Linked DNA regions of Mus musculus: region 2 is linked to region 1. The links are chromatin contacts, called in public Hi-C maps. All regions are on one chromosome and are shown on one strand. Each heading gives the region's core, a stretch centred on a gene start, on an enhancer-like site or on the middle of the called end of the contact. The rest is flanking DNA. Distances are from core to core; before and after follow the strand shown. Region 1 holds the start of Cpsf4l (cleavage and polyadenylation specific factor 4-like). Region 2 overlaps Sdk2 (sidekick cell adhesion molecule 2).

Region 1 (6,626 bases), core at 1,902-4,401:
TAAAGCCCTCCATCACCCCCTACAAACCGGGAGAGGCATTACCGAACTTGGAGTGGAAATAGCACACGGGCATCTTGCTGACGTCATACTGGTGCAGGAAGTCGCAGCAATCACTCTTCCGGCAGAGGCCTCGAAGCCAGTGTTTGCACACCACCAGCTTCTCACCCTGCTCGTGCCGGAGTGGGCATAGCATCCCTGCGGAACATGATACCTGTTGTAGGCCCCACCTAACCAGCCTGGGGGATTTCGCAGGGCCTGGAAGGTGACTCCTCCTCCTCCTCACCTGTCATCTCTATGTCCCATCACCCAGACACAACCTAGAACAGGCTGGAAGAGGGGTCAGGGGACCACACTGGGCAAGAGGATATCTTAACAGAACCTCCAGGCTGCCTTTCCCATACCCAGCCCAGCTCTTGGCATACTGTAAGTGCTTGTTGAGTTCATGACTTTTACAGGGAGGGAAATATTCTGGATTTGTTTATTCCTTATTAAATAATAATAATAATAGAGCTGGAGAGATGGCTCAGCGGTTAAGAGCACTGACTGCTCTTCCAGAGGTCCTGAGTTCAATTCCCAGCAACCACATAGTGGCTCACAACCATATGTAATGGGATCTGATGCCTTCTTCTGATGTGTCTGAAGACAGCTACAGTGTACTCATATAAATAAATCTATGAATTAAAAAAAAATCTTGGGCTGGTGAGATGGCTCAGCAGGTAAGAGCACCGGACTGCTCTTCCAAAGGTCCGGAGTTCAAATCCCAGCAACTACATGGTGGCTCACAACCATCCGTAACGAGATCTGACTCCCTCTTCTGGAGTGTCTGAAGACAGCTACAGTGTACTTACATATAATAAATAATAAATCTTTAAAAAAAAATCTTATGAGCCGGGCGTGGTGGCGCACGCCTTTAGTCCCAGCACTCGGGAGGCAGAGGCAGGTGGATTTCTGAGTTCGAGGCCAGCCTGGTCTACAGAGTGAGTTCCAGGACAGCCAGGGTTACACAGAGAAACCCTGTCTCAAAAAACCAAAAAAAAAAAAAAAAAAAAAAAAAAAAAAATTCTTATGTGTTTGTGTGTTTGTGTGTGTGTGTGTGTATGTATGTATGTATGTACGTGCTTGCGTGCCGAAGCCCTCAGAGGTCAGAAGTGCCATCAGATCTATAACTGCAGACAGTTGTGAGCTGCCAGGTGGGTGCTGGGAACTGAACCAGGGTCCTCTGCAAGAGAAGCAGATGCCTGTAACTGCTGAGTCGTCTCTCTCAGTCTTTGAAACAGGGTCTCGAGTAGCCCAGGCTGGTCTCAAATTCACTATGTTTCCAAGAATGAGCTTGGAATTCTGACCTTTCTGCCTCCAACTTCGAAGTGCGGAGACTACGGGCCTGCATCGCCAGCCGGAGATCATGAGCTTGCTGCAGGCTAGGCAAGTGATCTACCCACGCACTGCAGGCCTCCTTGGCGTGAGTTCACGACTTCAAATATTAAGGACAACACAGGCATGACATGGGTGACTCTAACAGTGGCCACACACTAGAAACATTACATTTGACCACCTCGGTATCTTTATTCAGCAGACACTGCCACTGGAAGGGAGGGCTATGTCTAAGCAAGGCTTGTTTCCATGCGTGACAAGGACATCCTCTTTGAATGCCCCCTGGCCTGCCTGCATGACTCTGTCTGTCTGTCTGTCTCTCTGTCTCACACACACACACACACACACACACACACTCCTGGCTGGCCATTCCTTGGGCTCTGGCTTTCCTCAGTAGCAGCTTTCTCTTTGAGCTGTGGCTCACTCACTCTGTAATGGACCTCGAAGGTTCTGGTTTCCCGGGGCCTGGATGGCCAGTGAGCTCCTCTTCTTCTCATGCAATCATCCCGAAAGGGCTCCAGGTCCTCTCTGCCCCACCCCCAGCCTCCTGACTTATAGGAACCGAATATTAAGGCTCTCCACGGCAGGCCCCTTAAGACTCTCTTCACCTGAGTCCATAGCCGGGCTTCAGGGTGAATTAGAAACACTACTGTTAGGGGTTAGGTATGTAGACCACTGTATGTTGCTATTGGAGGAACCTCAAAGTGACCTCCAATCCAGAAAAGAAGACCAGTAGCCAGGGTGGGGTTCAAATCAGAGACTTCTGTCATAAACTAGCTAAGGTATGTCGTCGCACAGGTGAGCAGCCTTGAGCAGATAATAATATGACCGTAGTTAGGAATTGAGAGTGTGAGCCTTGTGTGGTGACCCTCAGCATAATAAAACACAACTTCTGTGGTACCAACTACACATGGCTGGCTACCTTCTTGCTCATGACAGAGGCTGGATCCTATCTAGTCCAGGAGCCAAGCTCACACTACGTCCTAGTCCCCAGCTGAACCCAGCATGGTCCCCACAGCCGTTCCTGTCCCGGCCCAGCCCAGGCCTGACTCACTCACCTTTCACACAGAGCCCTTTAGCGAAGAAGTTGCACACAGCTGAACTGGACTCTGGAGGAGAAAGAAACCGGAGGAGAAGGTGGCGTTCCCAGAGCTGGAGCCTTGCGGCAAGTCCCACCTAAGCCTCCGGGCTTGGAGCTGCGTGGGCCCCGACTACTCTCTCTGGCTGGGCTTTGGAGTTTTGTTGTTTACCTGTTCCTTTGCCCGTCTGTTTATGCAACTGTCTCGCCCTGTAGTTCAGGTTGGACAGAACCGCCACAATCCTCCCGCCTGCCTCTCAGCCCCTTGGCGGCCCCAGTCCACCATCAAAACCAGTTCTCATTTGTCTCCGTCTGTGGAGGCTGAGTCAACGGGGTACCCTCTTCCGAAACCCTTCCCCCACCGCCCAGAACCAGTCTCTAAATTCCACTTAAACTCAGCCCACCTCTGAGGCAGGAGGTGGAAGGTTTCGGGGGCACCCAGGGAGCTCTGGCAGCTCGGAAGTCTGCCTTTCTATCCCGGGCAGTGAATACCCAGAAGCTGTGTGGGAGAGACGCACAGCACCTCCAGGACCTGAGCAGGGGACACAGGCATCGCCACTCACTGTCCATGCCCTGGAAAGGCAGTAGCCCAGTGCCCTTCTGCGATTCCACATCCAGCTCAAAGGCGAACGTGAACCCTTGCAGCCCGGCAATGACCTCCTCCATCTTCCGTCTCCCGCCGGAAAAGCAGAAAGAGCCAAGATGCCAGAACCCCCGCAGGTGGCTCCTATATAGCCCATCCGCACCTAATCCTAATTAACGGGGCCAGGCCCTATCTGATGCTGGCCCCTCTTTCTCACCCTCTCAGGTCACCTCTTCCTTCAAGGGGCCAGGTGACTGCACGTGACTTTCTGGCTGAGTGTACCCCCAGAGGCTCCTCGGCTGCCTCAGCCCTCCCACCCACCCATGCAGGTGCAGGCCTTCCAGGGCCCCACACCCCCACACTGTTCACACAACCCCCATCCTCAGCTGGGGAAGGGATTGGCAAAGACTCACACCTGCTTATCTCTGCCGATCACAGAACAGAGCCGTTGCCAAACCAGTGTCCCATTGTATGTGTGGGGATATAACTACCCATTGATGCGAACCTACTGCATACAGCGATGCCCAGGTGTTGGGTGGAGTGGGATGGGGGTAGTCAGAGGGTGTGTGGGACAGAGGAAAGGTTCCTCCACTAGGTCCCAGCCACTCTCCCTCCCACCAGGCCCTCTGAGCCTCTTTTCTAGACGGAATGACAAACCCCAAGCGTGCTCTTCCTGGAAGGGGGGTGGGGGGGGACAAAAGGAATGCAGGCCAGAAGCATCGGAAACAGTTCCATGAAGGGCCCTTTGTTTACCCCGCAGGCAATCACAATGGTAAGCTCCGAAGGAGGTGGAACCGACCCAAGGCTGGGGGTGACCTCCCAGCGAGGAATCCACTGGGCCACCCCAGAGCCTCCCTTACCCGGAGAAAATGCTTTGTAAATGAAATATCCATGCAAATGTTGTTTTATTATTATTAGGCCAACCCTGCCCTGAAGGGCTGAGGACCTCAGAATCGGCTTTCTTAGGAGCATTTTTAAAGCTCTAATTAAACCAGGCTATTTCCTTCCCCCTCCTGGGTCCTGAAGTGGCCTGGCCTCTCCAGGAGCCACTGTTACCAGGACATGTGGGCTTTTTAGGCCCTAGGAACTAGAACTAGAGACATCTCCTCCCCGGGACCCAGCGGGGAGAGGTAAGCTTGGCGCTGCAGGCCTGTGGCTGAGCCGACAGGATCCAGCCTGCCAGCTTTGTTTCCTGCGGCTGTTATGCCTAGATCTGTTGTTCTTTTGAACTCCAGATCTGAAAAGACAGCAGCTGGAGAGATAGATCCGCGCTGGGAATGGCCTTGGAGCTGGGTGGGGCTGGAGTAAGAGTAGCCTGGGATCACCCTGTACCCGGGACTGTAGGCAGAATGGCTGTCTAGGGCTGGAGATCAAGGGTCCCTGGGGAAGAGGCTCTTGCATCTCTTGACCCTATCCTTAGGTATTGATTAGGTCCTTGGTCTGTCACCTTGGGATTATTTGAGAGTCCCATGGGTCTGCTAGAGAAGGCAGAGGGGGCAACCAAGGTGCGGAAAGCTCAAGGGCACACTGCAGAGCCACGTCCTGGAGGTCACTGCCATGGGTGGGGGCTTGGGGGGCTGGAGGGACACTCAGGCTATGGGGCAGAAACAACACTGGACAGAATACGGGTTGGATGGAGGGATGAGGGCAAGGAAAGGTGGCAGAGAGTATGTTAGGAGAAAAATCTGGTGATGATGGGGGGGGGGGGGGCTTTGTCCAGAAGAGGGGCCTGACCAAGACTCAAGCAAAAACAAGCATTCAGAGAAGAAAGGGTGCAGTGGGCAGTAGGCTGGGAGGTGGAGGAGGGGAGGAGTCCTAGGCCACTTCAGAGGTTTGGATTGTTTTGTTTTGTTGTTTTGTTTTTGAGACAAGGCCTTTCTCTACTTAGCCCTGACCAACCCCAACTCACTAGGTAAATTGGCCTGTCTCCGCTGGGCTAAAAGGCATGAGCTGGGCTGGAGAGATGACTCAAGAGGTTAAGAGCACTGGCTGCTCTTCCAAGAGGTCCTGAGTTCAATTCCCAGCAACCACATGGTGGCTCACAACCATCTGCAGTGGGGTCTGATGCCCTCTTCTGGTGTGTCTGAAGAAAGAAATGGAGTACTCAAATACATAAAATGAATAAATAAATCATTACCCCCCCCCAAAAAAAGTATGAGCTACCAGGCCTGGTGTGTGTGTGTGTGTGTGTGTGTGTGTGTGTGTGTGTAAGGGGTGTGTGCTAATCATAAGGGTGATCACCCTGCAAGTCTTCCCTGGAGGATGGGCTGAGAGGAGGCAATGGATATGATATGCAAATAGTAGTCAGACTGTGATGGCTCACACCTTAATCCCAGCACTCATTTGGGAGACAGAGGCAGGTGGATCTCTGAGTTTGTTCGAGGCCAGCCTGGTCTACAGCAGAGCAAGTTCCAGAACAGCCAGAGCTAAACGGAGGAACCCTAAAACCAGTCAGAGCCCTGGGGACGTGGTCTGAGGTCCTTTCAGAAACAACCCTGGTACAGAACAGCTCGCGCTCCCGCCCCTTGGCTCCTCGTGGTTAGTGTGGCATATGAAAGCTAAACTGCCCCCTACTCAGTCCAGTGCCCTTACGGTGGGTTTGGCCTTATTTGGAATTAAAGACTTTCCAGATGTCAGTAAGTCAGGAGTTCCAAGATATGATCGCCCTGGAATTAGGACCATTAGTGGATGTCCTTGTGAGTGGAGAAGAGGACCCAGGCATGGTGGTACACACCTGGGTTGAGAGCATCCTGGCTGCAAGAAAGTCCGTCTTAAAATGCAAAAGGTGGAAAGAGATTCGAGACACAGAGATCCTGTAGAGAAGGCCACTGGAAGCCAAGAGGTAGAGAGAGGGTGGAGCCATCCAGCTAACTGCAGCAAGAAGACCTGACATCTTTGGCCTTAAGAACTTTAGAAATTAGGGAGCTGAGGCAGGAGGATTGCCATGATTGTGTGGCTAATCAAGTGTGGTGATTTGAATGAGGATGGCCTCCACATGCACATACAGTTGGATATCTGAGCTCCTTCCATAGTTTGCTGGAACTGTTTGAGAAGATAAGGTATGACCTTGCTGGAGGAGTTGTGTCATTGGGCTTTGAGGTTTCAAAAGCCTGTACCATTTCCTTTGCCAGTCAGCAGCTAGTGTGCTCTATTCTCTCTCTCTCTCTCTCTCACATACACACAAACACACACACACCAGATATAAACTCTCAGCTACTCCATCACTACCATGCTCCCCGTCATGAACTCTAGCCCTCTGGAACTGTGAACCCCCAAATGAAATGCTTTCTTTTATAAGTTGCCTTTGTCATGGTATCTATTCACGGCAATAGAAAAGTTACTAAGATCTAGGTTACATAGTGAGTTACAGGCCAACTTTGACTATAGCATGAGACACTGTCCTAAAAAAAAAAAACCAAATAAGACTGGGGGCTAGAGAGATGGCTCAGAGGTTAAGAGCACTGGTTGTTCTTCCAGAGGTCCTGAGTTCAATTCCCACATGGTGGCTCACAACCATCAATAATGGAATCCAACATCCTCTTCTGGTGAGTCTTAAGACAATGACAGTGTACTTACATACAATGTAAGTCATTA
Region 2 (6,626 bases), core at 2,270-4,769, 88 kb after region 1:
TTGAGAATTCCCTGGGTTTATTAAGAAAGAGTGCTGCGATCGATGAGTGATGTCTGCCAGGGGATCAAGAATGGAGAGTAGCAGTTTGTTAGCTGCTTTTTTGTTTTTGCTCTCCTGACTTTGGGGGAAAAAAAAAAGACTTTGATAGACAGATTCTAATTTGTGTGTGGAAAGATGTTTCTCTGGACTTTAGTAAGCCTGAGAGATCTTTCCTCAAAGTTATAGTGAATGTTTTTGTTGTTGTTGTTATTTATTTATATGTTTATTTATTTACAGATGGTAGGAAGCTAAGAAGTTTATTTTCATCTCTTTGTCTTTCATAATTTGGTGTTATCCATCTCGGCACAGGAGCAGTATATGGGTGGAAAAGGAGCTGGGTTGCTAATGCCCAAGCAGAGAGCCGATTTTCTGCCTCTATATTTAAAGTGGTCAGTAACTGGGCAGGGCCATAGGTGTAGGCCTAGTGCCACATGTGAACCCTGAGGTGGATAGGAGGAATGAAAGAGAGGGGGAGGGTGGGGCAGTGAACAGGACCCACCTGGGGTGCTGCCCAGTGGGGTCTTAGAGGCCACCAGTGTTAGCCCATGGCCCACCTGGGTGCTGTCTGTTGGGAGTGGGGTGAAGTGGCTTGTGTGGAGCCATAGTTTATGGCCTGGCTAGCAACTTCCTCTGAGGCTGTGAACTGCGGTAGGCATGGAGCCCAGAGCTCATGGTTAGAGAAGTTGAGGGACAGTGCATTTCTATGACCACCTTGACTCTTCTGCTGCCCAGTGTCCGCCTTCTTCCTGTCCCCTTCCCCCAGCATGACATCAACTCTTCCATGGACTCTCTGACCTGCCACCCTATAGGCTGGTACCTGGCACAGACTGGGAGGGGCTGCTGGGAGTGCCAAAGCCGTAGTCGTTGACTGCGATGACCCGGAAGTCATAGCTTACGCCTGGCTTCAGGATGTCCATGCTGAAGGTGTAGGAAGTCACCTCCTTGGGGATATCCTTGATGAGAATGTCCCAGAGCCCCTCATCTGCAGGAGCAGAGAGAGGAGGCACTGTGAGGTGGAAGAGCCTCAGATCCCAGCTGATCTGGTTCTAGCTGTAACCCCCTGAATAACGGGTCCCATCTAATCAGTGGCCCAACGCATGCCTGAGCCTGGCTCTTAGGACGGCCTTGTCTTAGAGACAGATACTTTCTGAGAGAGTGTGCCTCTAAAATCTTTTCTTTAAAATTAAAACATCTGTAAAACATTTAAAAAATGTACCATGCAATAAATTCTTTAACAACCAAACCAGTACAGGCTGAACATCCTAATCAGAGAAACTAAACTCTAATATCGACACGCCTGTGATCTTAGCACTCCAGAGGTCAAGGAAAGAGGATATCAACCTTGAGGCTAGCCTGGGATATACAGTGAGACTTAAATGAATAAAAAAGTAAAATCTAAAATGCTCCCAAAAAGAAACATTTTGAGACCTATAACATCTCAAGCAGAAAGACTACACACGCTTAAACTTTACTTCATGTACAAAATACTAAAATAGTGTATAAAATTAATTTTTAGGCTATGTGTATATGGTATATCACATAAGAAAATTTATATTTGTCTATCCAAAATATATTTAGTATATTTGCATAGATATTATATAGGCAATTATATTCTTATTCTATGTTATATTATGTATATATAATATACATATATAACAGGATATGTATTATAGAATTATCTTGATCTCCCAGCTCTCCCTGCCGCAGCGGCCCCAGCCTCACTCTCAGGGACCTCATTCTTCCGTGAACTTCTGAGCCGATCTCCTGTACCAGGGCTGGCTTCCCAGTTCCAGAACATTCTCTCCCGGATTGAAGGAATCTGTTGCTCTTACCACACTTTCCCTCGGATCCAGCAGGGGAATCTGGGACATAAGTAGCCACCACTGCCCTAGCATCATTTGAAAAAACATTTTGGACCAAGTCCAAGTGTGCTGCAAGCCGGGTCGAGGGCAGCCTGCCTCTCTGCATCATAGACCCTGCAAGTTTACCGAAGCCTGCATGAGGTCTGTCTGTTCAGAGATTCTCCCAGAAGGCCCTGGGTCCTGAGCCATGGCTGGTAGTATGCATTATGCATGTGTGTGCGTGTGTATGTGTGTGTGTGTGTGTGTGTGTGTTTGTGCGCGTGCACACGTGCGTGCACGGCCATGTCTGGGTCTCCTTTGCTCCTCCTTCATTGCTCTTCACCTCATTCTTTTGAGACAGTGAGGGTCTGTCATCGAATCTTGAGCTCAGCAATCAGCTAGGCTGGCTGGGCATAGACCATGGGGATCCCTGCTTGCCTCTACCTCCCGGTACTGGGGTCACAGAATTTTCCCTCAGCTCTTATATGGATGCTGGTCATGCAAACTCGGGACCTCATGCTTGGGTAGCAAGCAATTTACCCAGAGAGTCGTCTTTCCTGCCTCATTGTCAGTATTTTTGAATATCTACTTGATTATTACCTACGTTATTTTAATTTTTTAAAAATTACCTTTATTTTATGTGAATTGGTGTTATGCCTGCATGTATGTCTATGTGAGACGATGTCAGATCTTGAAGTTACAGATAGTTGTGAGCTGCCACCCACATGTATATCAGAGTTAGATCTGGAGTTACAGACAGTTGTGAGTTGCCACGGTGGGTGCTGGGATTTGAACCCTAGTCCTCTAGAAAAGCAGTCAGTGAGTGTCCTTAACCACTGAGCCATCTCTCCAGCCCGCTAACTTAAAAATCTTTTGAGACAGGGTCTCACTTTGTGGCCCAAGCTGATCTGGCATCCACAACTCCCTGCCTCCTCCTCTTTCCTTGTGCCAGCATATCCAGTTACCCAATTATCTTTCTGTTTAATCTCCTGGCGCTCTCCCTACTTCGAGGCTGTGCAATCCTTAAGGATCATGTGTGGCTTGTCTTTATATCCTTATACACCAGCACTTAGCTCAGACACCCTTCGTGGCGTGTGCTAAATCTAGGAGCTCTGACTTTCCCCTGCGTTTCTCATAGTATTATCTCGCAGGTCAATGCGTAGCTCAGCACTTCATTCCTTGGGATGTAGTGGGGCTCAGATCCCTCATGCGATTACTGTAACAATGTGGCCTCTCCCATAGCAGCTGACAGTCCTGTGTCATACAACCTGATGCGCGGGCTGGGGGTGGGGTGGGGGAGTAGCTGTAACAATGACAGGGGGTAAGAACTTCTCCTGTCTGACAGATAAGACAAGGCTCAGAGAACTTAACTTGTCTTGCCAAGGTCACAGCGACATGGCTAACAGTGCTGGCATTTTCTGCTGAGCTACCCGACTCTTGGCATTGAGTTTCCTCATGGTACCCGGGAAAAGCGGTGGGTGCAACCAACGTCTGCTAATAGCTCATGGAGAATCCTGCTGTTGCCTTCTAGAGGCTGAGGTCTCCTGCCTGCTCTTTATACCCACTCCCCCTTCTCTGTACCCCACACAAACAAAGGATGGGGGCTGGGCAGTGAGACCAAGCCAGAAGCTGCTAGAATGTCCCTCAATGGCCTCAGTCCTCAGAGTCAGCAGATGTGGGAGCCAGTTCACAGGCCCGGTCAGTCCCAGAGCGAACCCCTCCCTCGCTCTGCTCTGCCCGAGAGCTAAATGGCTCAAAGTCGGTATGTCTAGCTTAGTCTGTGTAGCACAAAGCACAGCAATGCAGGGATATTTTGTGTCACCAGGGCTGTTTTGTCATGAGGAGCACATTAGCATGGAGGGAGGATAAAAGAGGGGGAAGGCAGCCCAGAGGAGGGGAGACAGCCATCTCTGAAAAGCAGCTCACTTTCCAACAGGTTTAATTAAGGGTTGTCCACGCATCCTCAGGGCTCCCTTCCCCTGCTTTCCCACTGTCTGTTCTTCCTTAGAACTGCTGGTGTTGACCCTTCTGTATCTGTCACGGAATGCTGGCTCAGTCCTTCCTCTGTTCCACCTGTGTGCACCAAGTCACAACCCCCAAACTTGGAAGGACAGTGGCCCATGCTGGGCCTCCCAGGAAACACTGGAAAAGCAACAGGCTGAGGTCCGGGGCCAACATTCCACAGCCTGGCACCGGGTCGGCTGACTTTGGTGGAATAAGCAGGCACAGGCCTTGGTGAGGAGATGCATGCAAAGGCCTCTGGGCCAACTCAACAGCCGGCACCAGGGAGGGACCATCTGGAGAGCCGGCACCACCTGCAGTGTAGGCGACCTGGTGCATCTGAGTTTGCTAGACACTGAGCTATGGTGGCTGTGATGGTTAGTGTGAGATTAGGGCAGTGGTGGGTGGTGGTGGCTTCCAGGAGCTCCCAGAATAATTAATTCTTTGTTATTGGGGTGACCCAGCCACCCTGAGGAATGTACAACCTGTGGTGGTGGTGGTGGGAGCTGGTTCAAGTCTCCATAAGAAGTATTCTGTGGAAATGGCTTGGCCAGCAAACTGCTTCTTTTGCAAGCATTGAGATCGGAGTTTGATTCCCTAGAACCCAGGTTTTTGTTGTTGTTGTTTGTTTGTTTGTTTGTTTGTTTTTGTTGTTTTTGTTTTTCTGGATTTTTTTGAGACAGGGTTTCTCTGTACTAGCCTTGGCTGTCCTGGAACTCACTCTGTAGACCAGGCTGGCCTCGAACTCAGAAGTCCGCCTGCCTCTGCCTCCCAAGTGATGGGATTAAAGGCGTGAGCCACCACTGCCTGGCCAGATCCCAGGTTTTTAATCTTTGTTTTCAAAAGCCAGACACGGGCACAGTGGCAAGCGATTGGGAGCTCAGTGCTGGAGAGACAGGATGATCTCTGGGGCTCTCTGGCCAGCTAGCCGAGGTTAATTTGGTGAGTTCCAGGCTAGTGAGAGACCCCGTCTCATAAAACAAGGTGAACGGCACCTGAGGAATTACACCAGAGGCTGACTTTAGGCATCTACCTGCATGCACATGTCAACTACTACTAGGCTCTCCTACCTCTGACTATTAATTCTCATTTGGCAGCAAAGACTTATCTTATCTTTCTCAACTTCTATCGCCTAGGCGCAGAGCCTCAGAATACAAAGATCAAGCCGGCAGCTCTCGGCTGACTTGGGCTCCTCTGATTAGCTTGGAAACCTAGCAACAGAGGGAGCTGGAGTTTGCGGAGTAATGGAACTGGTGCCCGGGGAAGCAGGTGCAGGGCCGATAGTGAAACAGGAGCGGAGAGCAAGCCCCCTCAGGAGTGACTTATCAGCCGCTCAGCGCCTGATGGCTTTGGAAGTTCTTGTGATTCGATTTCAGGCTTGACAGGAGAGGTCGGTAGGATGACAAAGTGAGTCACAAGCAGGACATGGGCATTTAGCTAACGTGAGCCAAGCCTTGCTTTTCTGGCTTCGTGGTCTTCATGGGTGTGCATGCATGAATGAGCGTGCGAGTGCATGTGTGCATGCTCGAGGGTGCGTGCACTTGTGTATGGAGGTCAGAGGGGGATGTTGAATGTCTGTTAATTGCTCTCTACTCTATTTCTTGAGACAATGTCTCTTTGAAACTAGAGCTTGCCAATTCTAGCCAGCAAACTCTAGGGCTCTGCCCCCGTGCTGGTGTTACAGGTGTGCACTACCATGTATGACTTTTCTATGGGGTTGTTGGGGACCTGAAATTGGGTCCTCATGCCTGAACATTTGACTGTCCAGCCCTTCCTCTGGCCCCTTGAACAATCTTTAGCCTTAGTTGGTTCCTACAAGGTGCTAACAACTGTTTCCGGGGATTCTTTTTTTTTTTTTTTTTTCAAGGCAGGGTTTCTCTGTATAGCCCTGGCTGTCCTGGAACTCACTTTGTAGACCAGGCTGGCCTCGAACTCAGAAATCCACCTGCCTCTGCCAACCAAGTGCTGGGATTAAAGGCGTGCGCCACCACGCCCGGCCCCGGGGATTCTTAAGCAAGAGTCTGGCTCTAAGGAAAAAGCCCTGTCCTCTGTCCCCAACTCCAGCTTCACTTACAGTAATTGCACACATACATACCTTCATGGATGGAGGATGGGAACAAGCCCAAGGGTAAAGATGGGAGAAGGGTAGGGCGTGGGCCACAGAGGGAAGATAGCCCAGCCTGAGCAGGGCGTACCTGAAGGCCTGGCCTCTATTACGTAGCGCGTGATGGGCCCTTTGCCAGGATCTCCGCTGGACCAGTGGATGGCAATGGCTGAGCTGTAGCGAACGATGATCGGTACTCCCGGTGGTCCTGGGGCACCTGCAAACATCCCATAGTGCATGAGGGCACCCATGGAACCAAGAGTGGCCTCTCTTTACAAAAAACCTGTGCTGGTGGGAGGGGGCTGGGCAACCAGGTCAACTCTAGACATAGAGCCTCTGGGACGTCCTGCAAATACTAGGTCCGAAGAGCATATCTTGGGCCGGGCCTGCCAGGATGTGGCCAGTCTCTCTTCCTGTTATTCCCACACCTCCTGAATCCCAGGACAAGGCACGGGACAGGGTAGGCGATGCTCCTGGGAAGAATTCCAGAGCAGAGACAGAGGACGAAGGCATGTAAGACCAGGCAGAACGTATCACGTGATCCACTCATGGAACCCCTCAGGGGTGCCTCAGTTTGCCCATCTGCAAGGGTCCTGTGGAAGGATAATCCTGAAAGGAGATGTCATAGTGGGCAGCAGAGG

What was found. A called contact is a pair of places that touch in the nucleus more often than the background predicts.
Region 2: a Hi-C map of 8-cell embryo shows a contact between it and region 1, with 4 times the contacts expected there. The contact joins the enhancer-like site here to the promoter of Cpsf4l in region 1. A contact is called at or near these places in 19 of 39 promoter capture datasets (the 3T3-L1 cell line, 3T3-L1-derived adipocytes, the HPC-7 cell line and 13 more), 4 of 15 datasets of contacts at CTCF or cohesin (the NIH/3T3 cell line, embryonic stem cells and large pre-B cells), 93 of 484 Hi-C or Micro-C datasets (the 3T3-L1 cell line, 3T3-L1-derived adipocytes, 8-cell embryo and 58 more), 32 of 115 datasets of contacts at active chromatin or transcription factors (CD4 single positive thymocytes, the SCID.adh cell line, T-cell acute lymphoblastic leukemia and 20 more) and 5 of 9 other capture datasets (adipose tissue, embryonic trunk, liver and 2 more).

The regions. Positions count from the first base shown.
Region 1 is chr11:113,706,375-113,713,000 of GRCm38.p6, forward strand. Cpsf4l (cleavage and polyadenylation specific factor 4-like) reads right to left here and starts at 3,152. Exons shown (of 8, transcript NM_026682.2): 1 at 3,013-3,152; 2 at 2,430-2,480; 3 at 43-195. The coding sequence starts at 3,115.
Region 2 is chr11:113,794,067-113,800,692 of GRCm38.p6, forward strand. Sdk2 (sidekick cell adhesion molecule 2) reads right to left here. Exons shown (of 45, transcript NM_172800.3): 40 at 6,077-6,202; 41 at 857-1,021. Among named protein-coding and RNA genes, the nearest start is that of Gm51930, 6.7 kb to the right of the region's middle. Within about 2 kb of position 3,520, at least 34 of the 459 cell types and tissues checked have an H3K27ac peak or open chromatin away from gene starts, as enhancers often do. A contact at or near this core is called in 8-cell embryo, the G1E-ER4 cell line, astrocytes and 9 more, where this site is marked.